Regions from separate parts of the Mus musculus genome. Here region 2 is linked to region 1. The links are chromatin contacts, called in public Hi-C maps. All regions are on one chromosome and are shown on one strand. Each heading gives the region's core, a stretch centred on a gene start, on an enhancer-like site or on the middle of the called end of the contact. The rest is flanking DNA. Distances are from core to core; before and after follow the strand shown. Region 1 has its middle 84 kb from the start of Gm40653. Region 2 holds the start of Tasor2 (transcription activation suppressor family member 2).

The links. Hi-C and Micro-C count contacts between places; a contact is called where the count stands out from the background.
Region 2: a contact with region 1 is called in a Hi-C map of uterus, with 6 times the contacts expected there. The contact joins the promoter of Tasor2 here to the enhancer-like site in region 1. A contact is called at or near these places in 4 of 484 Hi-C or Micro-C datasets (embryonic stem cells and uterus).

Annotation. Positions count from the first base shown.
Region 1 is chr13:3,358,730-3,364,034 of GRCm38.p6, reverse strand. It overlaps the pseudogene Gm16505. Among named protein-coding and RNA genes, the nearest start is that of Gm40653, 84 kb to the right of the region's middle. Within about 2 kb of position 3,269, at least 48 of the 459 cell types and tissues checked have an H3K27ac peak or open chromatin away from gene starts, as enhancers often do. A contact at or near this core is called in uterus, where this site is marked.
Region 2 is chr13:3,609,404-3,614,779 of GRCm38.p6, reverse strand. It overlaps Tasor2 (transcription activation suppressor family member 2), which reads left to right and starts at 3,672. Exons shown (of 20, transcript NM_134063.3): 1 at 3,672-3,990. It also overlaps the pseudogene Gm20277.

The DNA.
Region 1 (5,305 bases), core at 2,020-4,519:
TTCTGTTACAGGAACTTGTATTGAACTGCACTCAATGAATAGGTTATACAAGGGTGTTTGTTTGGAAGAATGCTACTTTTTATTTACATATATGATTATTACCTTTTATCTGAACACCCTACAGGTAACAGACAAATGAAATTTGATATTAAATTCTAATGTTGAAATTTGAAAGACTGCGAAAGGAGCCCCTCGCTCAGGCCTCAGGACAATAGCGGATACCCAAGAACTCACGATAGACCGAGCTTGTTGCAAACCACATGAAGCTTTATTTGGGGAAAGCCAGAGCTCTGGGGATGACTCATATCCCATGCAGGGGTAGAGGAGTCGACCTCGACGGGAAAGAGGTCCCAGTTTTTATAGGCCCTCAGGGGGGAAAGGAGAAGGGGGAGAGAAGGGATTTCCAGATCTAAACAATGTCTAGTCTCAAGAAATGGGTATGGGAGGGGTACAAGGAAAGAGTCTGGTGCAGGTGTAGCAACTCAGGATTGGCTGGGCTGTGGTTGCTGGGGAGATTTTCTGACTCTTTTTCAGCAACCAATATCACAAACACCTGGCAATGGGCTTCATCAGTGGGCACAAACATGGGTCAAGGAACGGTCAAAACATTGGCAGACACACAGGTTCAAGGAGTGGCCAGAGCATTGTGCACCTCTATTTTTCTAAATCAGTGAAGCTAGTTCTGCTAACACTGACATCTGTCTTGCCAATTTCAGGGCTTCTTTGTCCTTTTACATTCTGTCAGGATCTTTCAAATTCATCCTTTGCTACAGCTGTAGTGATCCTCTAGGGTAGTGACTTGGAGCCAGCAGGCACCTTTCAGGATCACAGACCTCTCTGAAGTGCAAGACACAGACAGACAGACAGACACACAGATGGTAATCCACTTTTAGTAAAACCTGACTTTCTAGACGACTCATTCTCCCTCATCTCATTGTCTTTCGCTGTTGCACCCCATGTACCCCTGCCACCCAACTAATGCATAGGCACAATGGCAGCCTTTATTTACATTGGCTTTTTTCTTATTTATGTAGTAATTAAAATTAAAATGTAGTAAAAAAAGTAAAAATGTACTTATAAGTCTGACTAAATTGGAGCCGGGTGTGGTGGCGCACGCCTTCAATCCCAGCCTCAGTAGGCAGAGGCAGGAGGATTTCTGAGTTCTAGGCCAGCTTGGTCTACAAAGTGAGTTCCAGGACAGCCAGGACTATACAGAGAAACCGTGTCTCGAAAAACTAAAAAAAAAAAAAAAAAAAAAAAAAGGTCTGACTATATTGGGAACAAAGTGCTAGCAACAAACAAACAAACAAACAAAAAACAAAAACAAAACCCCAAAAGACAAACAAACAACAAACAAACAGAAAAAACAAAAAACAAAACGAACACCCAGACTAGTAGAGGAGTTAAAAGCCCTTTAACAACCACCACCCCCCAGGAAGATTCTGTAGACTCTGAGTCCAAAGGTCAGTCTCGGGTCTCTCCTTTTTGATGACTAATGTTACATTGTTTGACTTTCTACAAAAATATTTAGCTGTGCTTATTTACATAATTCTATCTCCAGGGCATACAGTAGGCACATATTTGTTGTAAGGAATCCCTATAGGAATGAGAAGACAGGATGAAGACGCCAAGATCATCCCACTAAAAAGAAGAACTGAGAATGTTCTCATCATCTAATTTGTAGAAAAGTCTGTGCATTCCCTTTTAACTTCCAGCTATGCATCTGTTTAAAAAAGAGAATGATAAAAGGCACTATGGGGAAATCCCAGCATCTTCAAGAAAACACCATTATCTTCAGTCACAGGAGAGTGGGTTAGGAATACCTCCCCCCCCCACCCCCCCCACCTGCACAACTCTTCCAGGGAAAACAGAGGCTTTAGAATCTGAAGCACAGACTCACATCTAACCTTTGAGAGAGGCATTCTAAGTCAGATCATACCAGTCCACAGATACTAAATGATACAATCAGAAAACCTTTTGAGAAGCAATCGCCCTCCACCCTACCACCCACTCTCCCTCCCTTTCTTTTCTCAGACAGGGTCTTTTGTAGCTCAGGAGGGTCTTGAACTCTGGATCTTCCTGGTTCAGTGTTCCCAGTACCCAGCCTTGAAAGACATTTTTCAAACAATGTTTAACACTAGGCGTCAGAGTCTGAACTTCTGAACTTCTAAGACTATCAGAAGTCATTCTACAACTATAAAAAAAGAAAAATGTCACCACTGTGGGTGTGATTGGCAAACACATTCTTGAACATTTCTGCATTTTCTTAAACTTTATTTACATTATGCTCCACCCTTAAAGTTTCCTTCTAATTATCTGCAAGCTGGATAACTATCTCACTCTGTCTCTCAAAAATCCCCCCACGGACGGGAAAAGTTAAGTAAGGGCTGGAGGGACGTTTCTGGGGTTGTCTGGTTTTGTCCCTAAAAGACACCCAACGCCCCTGGACCTCCCTTTGGGGCACGCAAAGCGAAAGCTCTTCAGAATAGCTTGGCTGCTGGGAAGCCACCGCAGGTCTCTTTTTCTGCCCTGTCTAGCAGGGTCACCGGTTTTATCTGGGGAAACTCAACTCTTAACTTTAGTTGGGCCACCAGCCGCCCCTTGCCCAGCACCTTCCCGGACCCCATAGCCAGGGATCTTGGCTCACCTGACCACGTTGGGTTGCTCGAAGGTCTCCAGGTGCCTCAGCACCGCCACCTCGTGGATGGTGGAGAGCGGCATGCCCTCCTCACTGGTCTGCGAGTGCTCGCGCTTCAGAGCCAAGAAGCGGCCGCCGTTCTTCAGGTCGTGGGCCTTGAACACCTTCCCGTAGGCGCCTTCGCCGATCTCCGCCACGCACTCATACTGCTGATCGGCGCGACTCAGGCTGTCCTTCTCCATGCTGGCTTCAGGCTGCCGACGCGGCACAGTGGAACCGGGGTGCGCACTCGCTGCCTTACACGCCTCGGGGACACCCGGGCTAGACGGACCGACCTCTTCGCCCGCGGGCGCAAGCCGGGCGCAGCCGCCGCGAAACTCCGCTCTTCCCCCTCAGCAGAGATTACGCTGTCTGCCCACAATCTCTGCACCTAGGAGGAGGAGACCGGAGGACAAGGAGAAAGTGTGACTGCCCGGGAGACTTCCACCCGGTTTCACCAGCTCCCCTCCTCCCCCCCTCTACTCGCCCTGGCTGCCTAATCCGGCCGGGTTTCTCGGATAGAAACCGGTCTTCGCTAGGAAGAGGTTGCTGGGTCCCCTGGGGATGAGCGCTGCGCGGGACGCAGCGGGACGAGAGGGGGCGTGCCGAGCAGCCCAGAGTGTGTCCAGAGCGCGGGGGAGGGGAGGCGCCGGGCGTGTCAATGTCACGGCTTAATATTTATACCTATTTCGTTATTCTCCGCTGCCCTCCCTGACTCCGGGGGCCTGGTCGTGCTGGGTACGGGGCGACCTGGGGGAGTTCGGAAGCTGGCATGAAAGCACCGGGGGTTCACCCGTGTGGGGTCGCAGAACGGGGTTGGGGTTCCTAGGACCTTGTAACCCGATGCTGCGTGTATGCGAGTAGGGGTGGTCAGACATCTGCTCGGAGATTGCTTCCTTTCTTTCTACTTTCAGTTTTTCTACAGGGAGATATTTGAAAGGGACTCGCTCTCACAAATGGTCTTTGGGGTAAGGCAAGCTTAGTGGGAGACGAAATTCTGCCTCTGACTCGGAGGACCTCCCGGGTAAAAACTCAGGGAGGACAGACCATCTGGTAGGGGAGGGCTGGGGCTACTAGAGGTGGGAGAGCGAGGGACCCTGGAAGGGGAGAAGTGTCGTGGCCCCTTCTCCCCACCCCCCAAAGATCCCAAGGATGTAGAAAAGGCAGGTCCGTCACACTTTCTCTCGTTCTGTCCTGAAAAAGTAACTTCGGGACTTTGCTAGCTAACCGGGACTGGTCCTTAAGTTTTCAACCCGTGCAAAAGCAACCGCCCTTACGACGGTGGGGGTGGGGGGCAGTAAACGTAGGTCTCCCGGGTGTGAGAAGGGTTAGGTCTCCCTTGTGTCGCGACTTCCGAACTCCCGCCCGGAATCCTGGGCGGCTGAATGTTGGTAGCCAAGACAGTCGCTCTGTTCTCCAAAGGCTGGTGGCTAGGTCCCACGCGCGGTCGGGCGCCCCCTCCCAGTTCTGTTGTTTAAGGATGACCGAGCCAGCCTTCCTGTCCCACGGCGGCCTTAGTCTGGGCTGGACCTTGTTCCACCACAGCCGCGTGTCCGGAACGGTCGCCATGCGTTTACCTGCCCCGCACCCCTCCTTCCCCGCTCGCTCTTCTGCCTGGAATTAAAGAACAAATGGCGCGACCCCCACTGGGTGCGAGCATAGCACCACCAGGCCAAGGCAGGGCCACTCCCGGCTCCTTTGAGAGCTTTCCTAAAAAGCTGCGGAAAGGACCCTCCAGCCCTCGGTCGGGGGTCGAGGGCCACACAGGTAGCGGGAGCAAGGGCCTTGGCGCCCGTCCTCCCCTTCTGCCGGTGTCCAGCCCAGGCTCCCGGAGGGGGCAGCCGTCCTACCCCCGCTGGCCTACATTTCCCAGACGGAGCGGCGGTGCCTAGCCCCCTCCCCTCCCCCTCTTTTGTTGTTGTTGTTGTTGTTGTTGTTGTTTTCCCACGCTGGCTGAATGTGACTTGACCCCATTTCAAAAAAGTTTGACATAGTGCTTCAACCTTTCCGCTTTCCTCCGCGACTATAAAGGCTGCAGCGGCCTCCTGCTTTCTGTCTCTGCTCTCTGTCTTCACACTCAATGAAATCCTTCTTGAGCCTCTCCCGAAGCCTTGCCAAACGCTGCAGGGGTCGCCACCAGCTCGAGGGGAGGCTGTGCAAACGCAGATTCGCCCGCTCAGATAACGCCCACGTGCACAGGACCAGTGAGCCGCCGAGCCCCGGGCTGCTCCTGCCCAGGGTGTGCATTTGAACTGCAAAGCTTTAAATAAGAAAAGTAAACTTGGGGGGTGAAGCACGAGTGCACGCTTGCGGGGCTTCAACCCGGGTGGGCTGTGTGCACTAGTCTGTGCATAACGCGCCCGAGGGGTCGCCAGCAGGAAGCCTGGGCGAACGTTTTACTACTTAGTTGGGAAGATGGGGCCCATACCCACACCCCTCCGGAGGCTACAGAGGGAACTTGCACAGGGGAAATAAACGTGCGGGCGCGGAAACATTCTCCAGCACGGAATCCCACCCAGAAGGCGCAGGTTCAAATTTTACGCACGAAATGTTCGAGCTGGCATAGGACCCTGGTGTCGGGGTGACCCCGTTGTGGGAGGTTCCTCTCGAGACCTCTAGCTCCCCCCA
Region 2 (5,376 bases), core at 2,423-4,922, 250 kb before region 1:
GACAGGATGCTGCCATCCATGTTCCCACTTTGATGATAATGGACTGAACCTCTGAACCTGTAAACTAGCCTCAATTAAATATTCTTGTAAGAGTTGTCTTTTGGGGCAGGTGAGATGGCTCAGCAGGTAAGAGCACTGACTGCTCTTCCAGAGATCCTGTCGAATCCCGGCAACTACCTGGTGGCTCACAACCACCCATAATGGAATCTGACGCCCTCTTCTGGTGTGTCTGAAGACAGCTACAGTGTACTTATAATAATAAACAAAAATCTTAAAAAAAAACAACAACTTCAGCACGAGCAGTTAAGCACTTTTCACCAATGAGCCATCTCTCAGGCTCTCAAAAAAAAAAAAAAAAAGAGTTGCCTTTGTCTCTGAGGAGTGGTGGTGGTGCATTCCTTTAATCCCAGCCCTTGGGAGGCAGGGGCAGGCGGATTTCTGAGTTTGAGGCCAACCTGGTCTACAGAGTGAGTTCCAGGACAGCCAGGGCTACACAGAGAAACCCTGTCTTGAAAAAATAAACAAAAAAGTTGCCTTTGTCATATCTTTTCACAGCAGTAAAACTCTAAAATATGGTGTCTCTTCACATCAATAGAACAATGACTAAGAATGGGTATTATAATGTGTGTAAGTGTGTATGTGAGAGATATGTGTTGATGTGCATGTTTGTAAGTCTGTGGGTACATATGTGTAATGTGTGTAGAAATCAGAGGCCAACCTTGGATGTTATTTCTCAGGACCTGTCCAAATTATTTGTTAAGACAGGGTCTCTCATTGGCCTTAGATTCACAAGTAGACTAGACAGGGATTGTTTGCTCCCTCTTCCTCAGTGCTGGCATTATAGACTGGGCCACCTTTCCACCTTACATTAGTTATGGGGATAGAACACAGGTCCTTATGCTTGTCTGATAGGCACTTTGCTGACTCTTCTTAGCTCTTGGATACTATGAATATTCTTTGCTTTTTTTCACTTTCAGAGCACTCTTATTGAAGTTTTTTTTCTTTAAGTTTTAAAACGAGTTTATTGAAGAATACTTTTTTTTTTTTTTTTTTCTTTTTTGGTTTTTCGAGACAGGGTTTCTCTGTGTAGCCCTGGCTGTCCTGGCACTCACTTTATAGACCAGGCTGGTCTCGAACTCAGAAATCCGCCTGCCTCGGCCTCCCGAGTGCTGGGATTAAAGGCTTGCGCCACCATGCCCAGCTTTGAAGAATACTCTTATGAAGGCAACCACTTTTGATTTGTCATTAAAAAAAGTTACATTTCTTTATGCTGTGTACTAAAGGTCATTTAAGAGAACAGAGTCACATGCTTCTCTCTGTGGGATTCTTGGGTAGTATATATAGCACAGTGTTGTCATTTCTGTATCGTGAGAATAAATAAAAAGACTCTTCTATGTTTCTCTTCAAAAAGCGATGAAAATAACAGAAGGTGGCATAAAAAAGCCACATTTCTCTACTCATTCGGTAGTATCGGAGCCAGTATTTTTACCATCAGAGGTTACAATTTTCACTTTATCCAGTTTAATAAGTTCTGTCACCTCTCTGAATTCAACACCATTCAATACAAAAGTCCAAACATTATGGCAGAATCTCTATATGTATTTAGAGAGCCCCTAAAATTGACTCTGTTCCTGACTCTCTGAGCCAATGCTGAATTTATAGCTTTATCAAACTGAAGTAGAACTTGAAGGGCAAGCTGGGGGGTGATATGTTGAGACTGTATGAGCTCATCAAGGCTCTCTTGAAGACTGTTCCTCAAAGTTGTATTTCTGTACAACTGATATGCCATGGCTTTAAAGGAAGCAATTATTTTTTCTTCAGGCTTTCATTGGTGCCCTGAGGGAAAGTGCTTCTGCCACGCGGTAGCAGAGACAGGTAGGGAGCCCACTGCGACCACCTCCTCGGCCGAGGAAACCACAGTCCTGTGCCAGTTCTTACTGAAATCTTGAACACATTTTCACAGATGGGGTGCTTTCCACTTGTTTTCCATTCTGCTCATAAAGCTCCACCTCCAAGGTTCACTTTCATCTTTGGATTTTGACTTTTTAAACATCCCATTTTTTTGTTAAATCTTTGGTGTTTTCCTTCTGTTTTGTGTTTTTCCTTTTGTCTTCCACCTCCAACTTCATTTACTAGCATTTCATTCATTTTCGCACCATGTTATTACCTGAAATAACTGTGGTAGCTTATAATTTAATTCACCTTTACAATGAACTCAGATATGAGTAGCGTCTGTCTTTACCTTGCTGGTGACCATAATTTTTAGTTAATTATTATTTTTTTTAATTTATTTTCTTATTAGGTATTTTCCTTGTTTACATTTTCAATGATATCCCAAAAGTCCCCCATACCCACCCCTATTATTATTTTTTAAAAGATTTATTTATTATATGTAAGTACACTGTAGCTATCTTCAGACACCCCAAAAGAGGGCATCAGATCTCATTACAGATGGTTGTCATCATGTGGTTGCTGGGATTTGAACTTATGACCTTCGGAAGAGCAGTCGTGCTCTTAACCACTGAGCCATCTCTCTAGCCCTTATTATTATTATTATTATTATATGTTTTAAGTACACTGTAGCTGTCTTCAGATGCACCAGAAGAGGACATCAGATCTCATTACAGATGGTTGTGAGCCACCATGTGGTTGCTGGGTTTGAACTCAGGACCTTCAGAAGAACAGTCGGTGCTTTTAACTGCTGAGCCATCTCTCCAATCCCAGTTTTTAATATGGAACTAGCCACAAGTATACTCGCCCACTGAATGACTAAATCTCATCGTAACAAAATTTCAACCGTGGCACAAGGTCCTTGGTACTGCTTAATTTCTCTCAGCGGTTCTTATCTATAGAAAGGATAGACTTGAATTGTTACTTATAGTCACCTCAACACTCATATAAATAATAAATTTCAAGTTCGTCTGGAGAACTCCCACAATGAACTTAAGTTTTGTATGGATTTAACATTCCGCAAAATCAAACAGCAGTGAGATGTGGCACTTGGGTTAGATCAACCAGCATCACCAGAGTCACTGAAGATGACCTTCAGTTTATAGCTAGTTAACTGTCTTTACTCCTGCCAGCTAGGACTATACTCAGGTTTTCGGACGAAGTGTAGCCCTGAGCATTTACACCTTCCTTACACCAAGGGGCTTTTAAAGGCAAAACTACATCCTGGATCGCACTCAGGAGCTGCAGGAGGAGGTGTAGACCAGCAAGCAGTTTGACAGAAAGTAAGTTAGCTGTGACATCTTCGCTTCCAGTCAAGAACATCTGGGTAATTTTTCATCAAGAAAATCATTTTTAGTTAAACCTAAAATGGCCTCAGCAAGGAGACAAGATGGAAGCGTCTCTGTACTATCTTGCCCTGTCCCATTACAGCACCTGGTACAGAAAAAGCCAGAAAAGCGGCCATGAGTAACCCACAATACACTAGAAGAGGTTCCGACTGAGGAGCCTCATTTCCTGTGCACGCCTTCTAGATCCCGCCGCCTACATCTCGCGAGAAGCCAAGGAAGGCTGGGTCGTCCAATCCGGAGCTAGCTTTGCCCTCCCCCCCCTGCGCCTGCGCCTACTGGAAAAGCAGGAGCAACGTGGATGCTGGCGGCGGTCGCGCCTGCGCGTCGCTGTGCTCCTTGTGATTGGCCTTGGCGAGGCGAGCACGGCGCTTTAGTTTTCACTTTCTGTCTTCGGAGCCTGCTCTCTTTCTCCGTGCGCACGAGGTTTCACTTCCGGTCGCTGGTTCCCCGGGGGCTGGAGAGCGGACGCCTTCCCCGCGCCTGGCTTGTTTCGGAAGCGGCTTCTCGCTTGTGAGGCTGAGTGAGGGGACCGGGGCTAGCGCGCGCCCGGGACACCCGGGCTCGTGAGGCGAGGTCGGGAGACGCGGCGGAGCGAGGGGTCAGGAGGAGAAAGGGACGGGCTGGAAAAGCATGAGGAGGACACCGAGTGGTGAGCTCGTCTCTTCAGGGAAGGCGGCCGCGCCGGCGACAGGTAACGCTCCTTCCCTCAGGTGTTGGGGCGTCCGGGGCGAGGACCCCCGTGGGGAAGCAAGAGCGTGGCTGGCTCGCGGGGCGCGTACTGGTGGGCGGGCAGGGCGGCGCGGGGGGCCACTGGGCAGACGCCTCGGTCGCCCGGGATGCGGGACCCTCCCAACCCCCGCTCCTCCGCTCAGCTCCGCCTTGCAGAAGCTAAGGTTAGACGGGGTTTCCACCGAGCCCGTGGCGGTCGTCCGGATGGGTGTCTGCGTTCCGAGGCGGAAAGCCCGGCGCGGTTTGTTTTGTGACACCGGTCACAGAGCAGCTCCATCCCCCCAAGGGATGGATGGGATCCTTCTGCACTGAAGTTTTCCCTTGCCTGGGGTTGGCCTAGCTCATCCCCCTGAGGGGTTTTGGGGAAACCCTCAGGTCGGAGTTCGGGGTTCTGTAGAATCTATGGCAACGCACGGCATGGTTTAACTTCTTTATTACGTATAAGTGGGCCTGCCCATATGGAAGACAGCAGCCGACGGCTGCAGCAGCGGTGAAGGGATCTGCCAGTACGCTGGCCCCGAGGTTGGTTAGAGGGGAGCACCAACCGGCACTTGGTAGGAAACCGTGGCTTAACTTTCAAAACTGGAGCTATTTCGGAAGATCTCGAGTCTCCCTTAATCTCCGTTTACCAGTTTGACGCGCCTCTTGTTAAGCTCCTCCCCCCTGTATTCTTTCTGAAGGGAAACTTAGAACTGGGAAGCGAATGAAAGTCTTTCCTAAATCTCTATAATAAACAACCTGAGGACTCAACAGTGTTTCCCCTTAGAAGAGCAAAAGGAAGGCGGGGTGAATATGTCATAGTATAGAATCTGAGATTGTTGGAAATCCTACCGAAGAGGTTTAGGACAAAGCACATATACCTGATAGTGTAAGCGAATACCTCCCGTATTGGGAAATTGTTTGGTAAAGGGTAGCTCCAGTGTTACCAGTGTATATCAATACCTAGCGAGCCCAAGTTAGAAAAAAAAAAAACACGAATATTTGTCAATAATTAGTTTTAAAGAAGATGATGTTTGAGTGTGTTGCCAATTTGTTTCCTACTTTTTTTTTTTTAAATAAGAAAGATAAATGGCATCTCTCTGGTTCAAACATTTAAGTAAATTGAAATTTGAAAACTGCCAGGAAACTTGCCTGATACTACTTGTTACCTGTAGCATATCTGATTAGCACAAATATTATTGGATATGTTTATCCTTTGTGTCTTGTCAGTGGACATTTTTAAGATTTTCTTCTTTACAGAGCTGTGTTTTTCCCCTGCAGCTATTGTAAGCAGGGTTTAGGTGATGATAACTGTAGAATTAAATTCTTATGATAATTCTAGACACACTGTTAAATGCCTTGGGATGAT